Regions from separate parts of the Manis pentadactyla genome. Here region 1 is linked to region 2. The links are chromatin contacts, called in public Hi-C maps. All regions are on one chromosome and are shown on one strand. The core of a region is the stretch at or near the end of the contact, and the rest is flanking DNA. Distances in the headings are between cores, read along the strand shown. Region 1 holds the start of DEPDC1 (DEP domain containing 1). Region 2 holds the start of WLS (Wnt ligand secretion mediator).

The links. A called contact is a pair of places that touch in the nucleus more often than the background predicts.
Region 1: a Hi-C map of fibroblasts shows a contact between it and region 2, with 2.8 times the contacts expected there. The contact joins the promoter of DEPDC1 here to the promoter of WLS in region 2. A contact is called at or near these places in 2 of 3 Hi-C or Micro-C datasets (fibroblasts and skin fibroblasts).

What each region holds. Positions count from the first base shown.
Region 1 is chr4:57,001,891-57,004,590 of mManPen7.hap1, reverse strand. It overlaps DEPDC1 (DEP domain containing 1), which reads left to right and starts at 1,301. Exons shown (of 11, transcript XM_036910799.2): 1 at 1,301-1,439. The coding sequence starts at 1,392.
Region 2 is chr4:56,754,741-56,757,440 of mManPen7.hap1, reverse strand. WLS (Wnt ligand secretion mediator) reads left to right here and starts at 1,410. Exons shown (of 12, transcript XM_057500313.1): 1 at 1,410-1,772. The coding sequence starts at 1,667.

The DNA.
Region 1 (2,700 bases), core at 52-2,551, 250 kb before region 2:
GCCTCCACATTCTCATCTCCATTTCATTCTTAAGGGAAATGTGGCAAAAGAACAGAGAAAAGAAAACCCTAAGCTAATGGTCATAAAGCCAGATGAAAAAGTTAACACTATTTTGTAACTCTACTTTTCCTTAACATTAATGCAAAATCAAATTGATTGTTTCTGTTTACCAAGTGCTTTTTGAAAATTCCTGTCCATTGATCCTGTTCAGTAAATAGATGTGTCTCCATCTAAGTTATCTTAAGTTCAGTAGCTAAGGTATGCTCTGGAGACCATCATACTACTCCCTAGAATTTTCCCTTACCTCTCCTTTTTTGCCTAGTTCTACCCTTTGAAATTTCTGCTTAATTTCTGTATTAATTCTCTCATAGCTTCAAACCACTCAAGTAACCTCTCAGCCTGTTGTACTGAAGGATCCCCAGTATCGAACAGGATGGAGCATTTATTAAAAGTATGAAGTTTGACCTCTGCCAGTGAGGTACAAGACTTTGGGCAAATCCCTTCAACGCTCAGAATTTAGTTTTTGTCATTTAAAAAATGACATTTGTTGTAGGTGTCCTAAAATCCCATCTAATTTTTAAGTGTATATTCACGATTTAAATATAACCAGGATTCTTATAAAGATAATGGTAGTAGATTTTCTTGAGGGAAATTTGTCAGGTTTTACATAACCTTTTCCCAAACCCCTTTTGTATGTACTTCTGGAAATGTAGTTATGCTCCATTCTACTACCATTTTTGCAATGGAGAGAACGGAATCATGGTCACTGCTAAAATGTAGGAGGGTGACAGCACTGCAACATTTATCCAGAAAGCTTAAAAGAAGCAAACCAAGGGGTTGGTCAGGTGAAAGCTGTGGCCCAGGGATGCTTTGTTTTACATGCTAACCACTGTTGGAAATCCTGCAGAGCCAGGCAGAAAAGGTATGGGATTTGAGTTTTTGTTTTTCATTTCAAATTGCAAATTCCCTAAGCCAAAAGCTGCACTTCAAACGATCCTGTTCTAGACTAAACCGCCTCACCGGTTCTGAGTGGAAACATGACTTCGCCTCGCCAACGACCGCAAGAGGGAGAAGCAACTCCAGGAAAGCCCGGTGAGGCTCTCCCACAGGCGGGCCCCAGCGCAGCCCAGCGGGGCCAGCGGTGCACGCCCAGCGCCACAGCCCCGGGAGGCTCCGCCGCGCTCGCCGGCCGCGACTGGGCCCCCCACCCCGCCGTGAACTATCACGTGACCCGGCGGCGCGGCCAATCAGCGCAGCCCTCTGCCTAATTCAAATCGGCGGCGGGGCCGACGGTTGTGCAGTCACCCCGCGGCCCTGGCCGGGGCCCAGTGTCGCCGTGTGTCGCCATGCACGGAGCGGGACGCTGACAGATCTCCGGCCCGGTAGGCGGTATGGAGAGTCGAAGTGTACCTCCCGGGCCTTATCGAGCCACCAAGCTGGTAAGACCGCGCGGAAACGACCGGGCTGGCCCGTCAGCCGGGGTGATGGCTGCCACCACTTTTTGAGAACGTTTTTGGCTTTACCTTGGACAGAGGGATAGTCCCTTTGCCGAAAAGGAGAGCAAGGGGAAATAGCGGGAATTGCGGAACGTTTGCCGGACTCCCCTCTCCCTCTTTTGAGGGTCTGAGCCTTTGCTCCGGGCCCTATCAGCGGTAAGTCCCCAAGGACGCGCCCTGGAGAAGGCACATACTACTCGCCTTCTCTAGGCGACTTCTGTGCTTTAGTGTCGGCGTCCCCTGGAATGTCAGAGAATATTCCTATTTTAGCCGCTCCCCGCGCCTGATTTTCTGCTCCCATCAAGATTCTAGAAGAATTTAGAATGCTTCCCAAATGCTTTGTGGAGTCAGATTGCGGGCAGCGCGAAAGTGACAGCTGCTTTTTGCTGGGCCTGCAGAATTTCATGCAGGATGTACCGACTGATTAGTTAGTTCTAGGTAACAGGTGCCTATTCAAAACTAAATCCAGAATACCTAAAAAAAAAAAAACATCAGGAACCACTGTTAGTAGTCCCTGGATTTTTACTCATTACACAGTGTCTTGTGTATTTGAATCTTCAAGAGAATACTAGTACCACTGGTTACAGGACAATAGGAGAGTCGTTTAACTTCTGTGAGCCTCAGTTTCCACATTGTTAAGTAGAGCTAATAATATGTGTCCACTTTAAGGAATTTCCCAAGAGAATACTGTATGTGAAAGTGTGTTGTGGTCTAGAGAATAATAAATAACTTACCTGTGGCTAAATTGCAGCTCAACGTAAGATTTTTGAATAAATGAATGTGTAAAATGGGGAGGTATGAGACGAAAAGAATAGTTATTCTGTTTTCTGCCTTTAAATTTTGCATTGTGATGGGGGGGCCACATGGGTTAGGTAAGTGAGAAATAGCATATAACTAGTAATAGCATAGCTGGGGTTACAAATCAGATTTCTTGGCATCTAATGTAGGATTTTTAATTTAAAAGTGATGTGTTTATTATATAACACCACTACCACCTTCATGCTCCACTGTTAGAGCTGCCACAAACTATAAAGTTTGGGTGATTTGTGAACAATTTGGAAAATATGAGTATCTTTAAAATACAAATATATCACAGTGTCATTAAATATACAGTGGACTTACACCTTATTTAATTTACTCCATCTGTTCTATGTTCACTACTGGAATCTTCACCTAAGAGGTATTATAATAAGTAAACTATTTT
Region 2 (2,700 bases), core at 161-2,660:
CTAGGTGGAGACTGGAATTGAACACCTCTTTTAAGTCCAACCTGCATGACCTCTTCTATAAGGGCAATGAAAGTAGAGAAGACAGGACTGGGTATATTCCCTTGACATGAAGAGGGTGTAGATGGAAGGTAGGGGCAAGAAATAGGTGGGTAAGAGGTGGTGGGGTGTGGACACTGAATACATGTCGGAGTGGGGGGTTACGAAGGTTATCAAGGGTCAACTGAGCAATGTTGAGCTAAAAAACCAATTTATGAAACATAGGAAAACCAGGCTGGTTCATTTAGGCTTAATAGACCAGGAAATCTCTTAAGAGTCCAGTTCCCCCCTCATCCCCTTCCCTTAGAAGTTAAGTATAAACATAAATACATCCTTACAAAGAGATCAGCAAACATTGAAACTCAATATAGGTACCATCTAAATCAAATAAGGTGTCTTAGGCTTTTGAAATGCAAACCGTGGGCTTGGTTTCACATTCACTTATTAATTCCACAAAAGTTTTTGGAGGACCTACTAGAGCTAGAAGTTTGTTACGCACCACGGGGGAGGGGGTGGGTAGTGCTTGTACCAAGCTGAACAAAACTCAGTTCCTATCCCCCAGGAGTTTACAGCTCTGTGATGGAGACAAACGTGACACAAAAGTCCTTACGATAGGAGCTAAGAATGTAAACAAGACATTATAGGAGTTCCGTTCTCAGAGATAGTACATAGAGGTGGTTTGGAAACTGGAGAGGTTTTTCAGGTGAGCTGGGTTTTAAATGAGATTTAAGACTCTGATAGAGTAATCTTATATACACTTTCTTTTTTCTTTCTTAAAGGCAAGAGTGACAGGGTCAAGGCTCTGGGAACCCATGGCATGGGGGATAACACGGTAATGAACAGAGAGGTCTGACTTGGCTGGAGTGTAGGTTCCTCCAGGGGTACAGTGGGAGATAATTTAGCTGAGTATATGCCCAATAAACCGAGACTCGGATCAGGTAGTAGTAAACTAAGCCGAGACTTTACTCTGCACCTCTGTATTTTGACTTGAGCATCTTTGGATCCCTTTAAAAAATTCTCCTCTTCTTTCCGAAATAAGAGTTCTAGTAGTAGGGGGTGGGGACCATTTCCTAAAGTCAACACGTTAAGTTAAAGGTCTGCAAAGCTGTCCACGGGTGATTTAAATCTCGCACCAGAAAAGGAAACATGTGCGAGGCAGGGAATGGGGGACCCACTTAGCAACATCCACCTCCAAATGACACCAGTCCCTGGCGGGACAGGCTGCCAAGCAGACCCTGGAGTAGGACGCCAGCACCCGCCGGAGCTCCAAAGCCCGGGGGAGAGGAAGAGAGGGAGGCAGAGAGGAAGGGAGGAAGCGCGAGCGGGAGGGAGGCAGAAAGGGAGGGAGGCGGCGTCATGTGATCCGCTTCCCTGCTCCTTTAAGCGTCCACAGGCGGCGGAGCGGCCACAATCACAGCTCCGGGCATTGGGGGAGCCCGAGCCGGCTGTGCCGGGGGAATCCGTGCGGGCGCCTTCCGTCCCAGTCCCATCCTCGCCGCGCTCCCGTACCCTTGAAGTTTTGCAGCGCCCCAGAAAGGAGGCGAGGGAAGAGGGAGCGTGAGAGGAGAGGGAGCAAAAAGCACACCTAAAACATTTATTTCAAGGAGAGAAGAAAAAGGGGGGCGCAAAAATGGCTGGGGCAATTATAGAAAACATGAGCACCAAGAAGCTGTGCATTGTTGGTGGGATTCTGTTCGTGTTCCAAATCATCGCCTTTCTGGTGGGAGGCTTGATTGGTAAGTGTGAGAGCTGCAAACTTTTCCCCCTTTCTCTCTTTTCGGGCCCCTTCCCTCTTTGCCTCTCGGGCTACTTGTTACAGTATCACTGCCTTCCTTCTATGATCTAATTAGTCCGGCTATTGTGCTTAAGAAAGCAGAGCTCCATGGGGCTCCGTGGGGCACAATCCAGTCTAGTGGCTAAGAGAAAAGGAGGGGGAAAAGTTTTGGCCTAGTTTCAGTATCCACTTGAAAGGAAGGAGGGGGGTGGTGGGGGTGGGAATCTTAAGCATGGCGACGGATCGCGCGAGGAAGCTCTGGGTTACAAAGTTGGTTGCTGCTCCCCCTACCCCCGCTTTTTCCCGCGTTCCCCTCTTTTCCTCTCGATTCCCTCCCAGTCAGCACCCGGAGGGCAACGTAATCGACTTTAGTGAGAACAACAGAAGAGTCAGGGAACTGCGCCCGGCGCAAACCCGGAGCCGTGTTGCGGGGCTGGATCGTTGCATGCGTAAACGCGTATGGTCGTCTCGGCTAGGCGGTGAGAGTTTGCATTTTGGGGCCCTACCTTTGCGCCCGCGGCTTCCTAGTTCCTCCTCCCCGCGGTGGTGGAAGGAACAGGTCCGAGCTTTGGGTCCGGAGGCGGGGTGGGGTGGGGTGCAGTGGGAGAAAGTCGTTGGCTGGCGCTGCGGGAAGTTGGAGAGCTCTGACGGGAAAAGCGTATCCGAAAGGTGTTGCTTTTGGCCTCCTGCCCTCTCTCGAATCTCCCCTCCCCCACTCCTTGGCGCCCCGAAAGCCCGTGAGTTTGGAGTCCCTGGTCCCTCCTTGGCGCCTGGGAGAGCGCCCCTCCCCAGACACAGGCCCCTGCAGGTGACAGCTCCTTCGTCTCCCGGCCACGGCACCCGTCTTGGGATACCTCCCCTGGAGTGCGTCCCGCGGACCTCTCGGACCT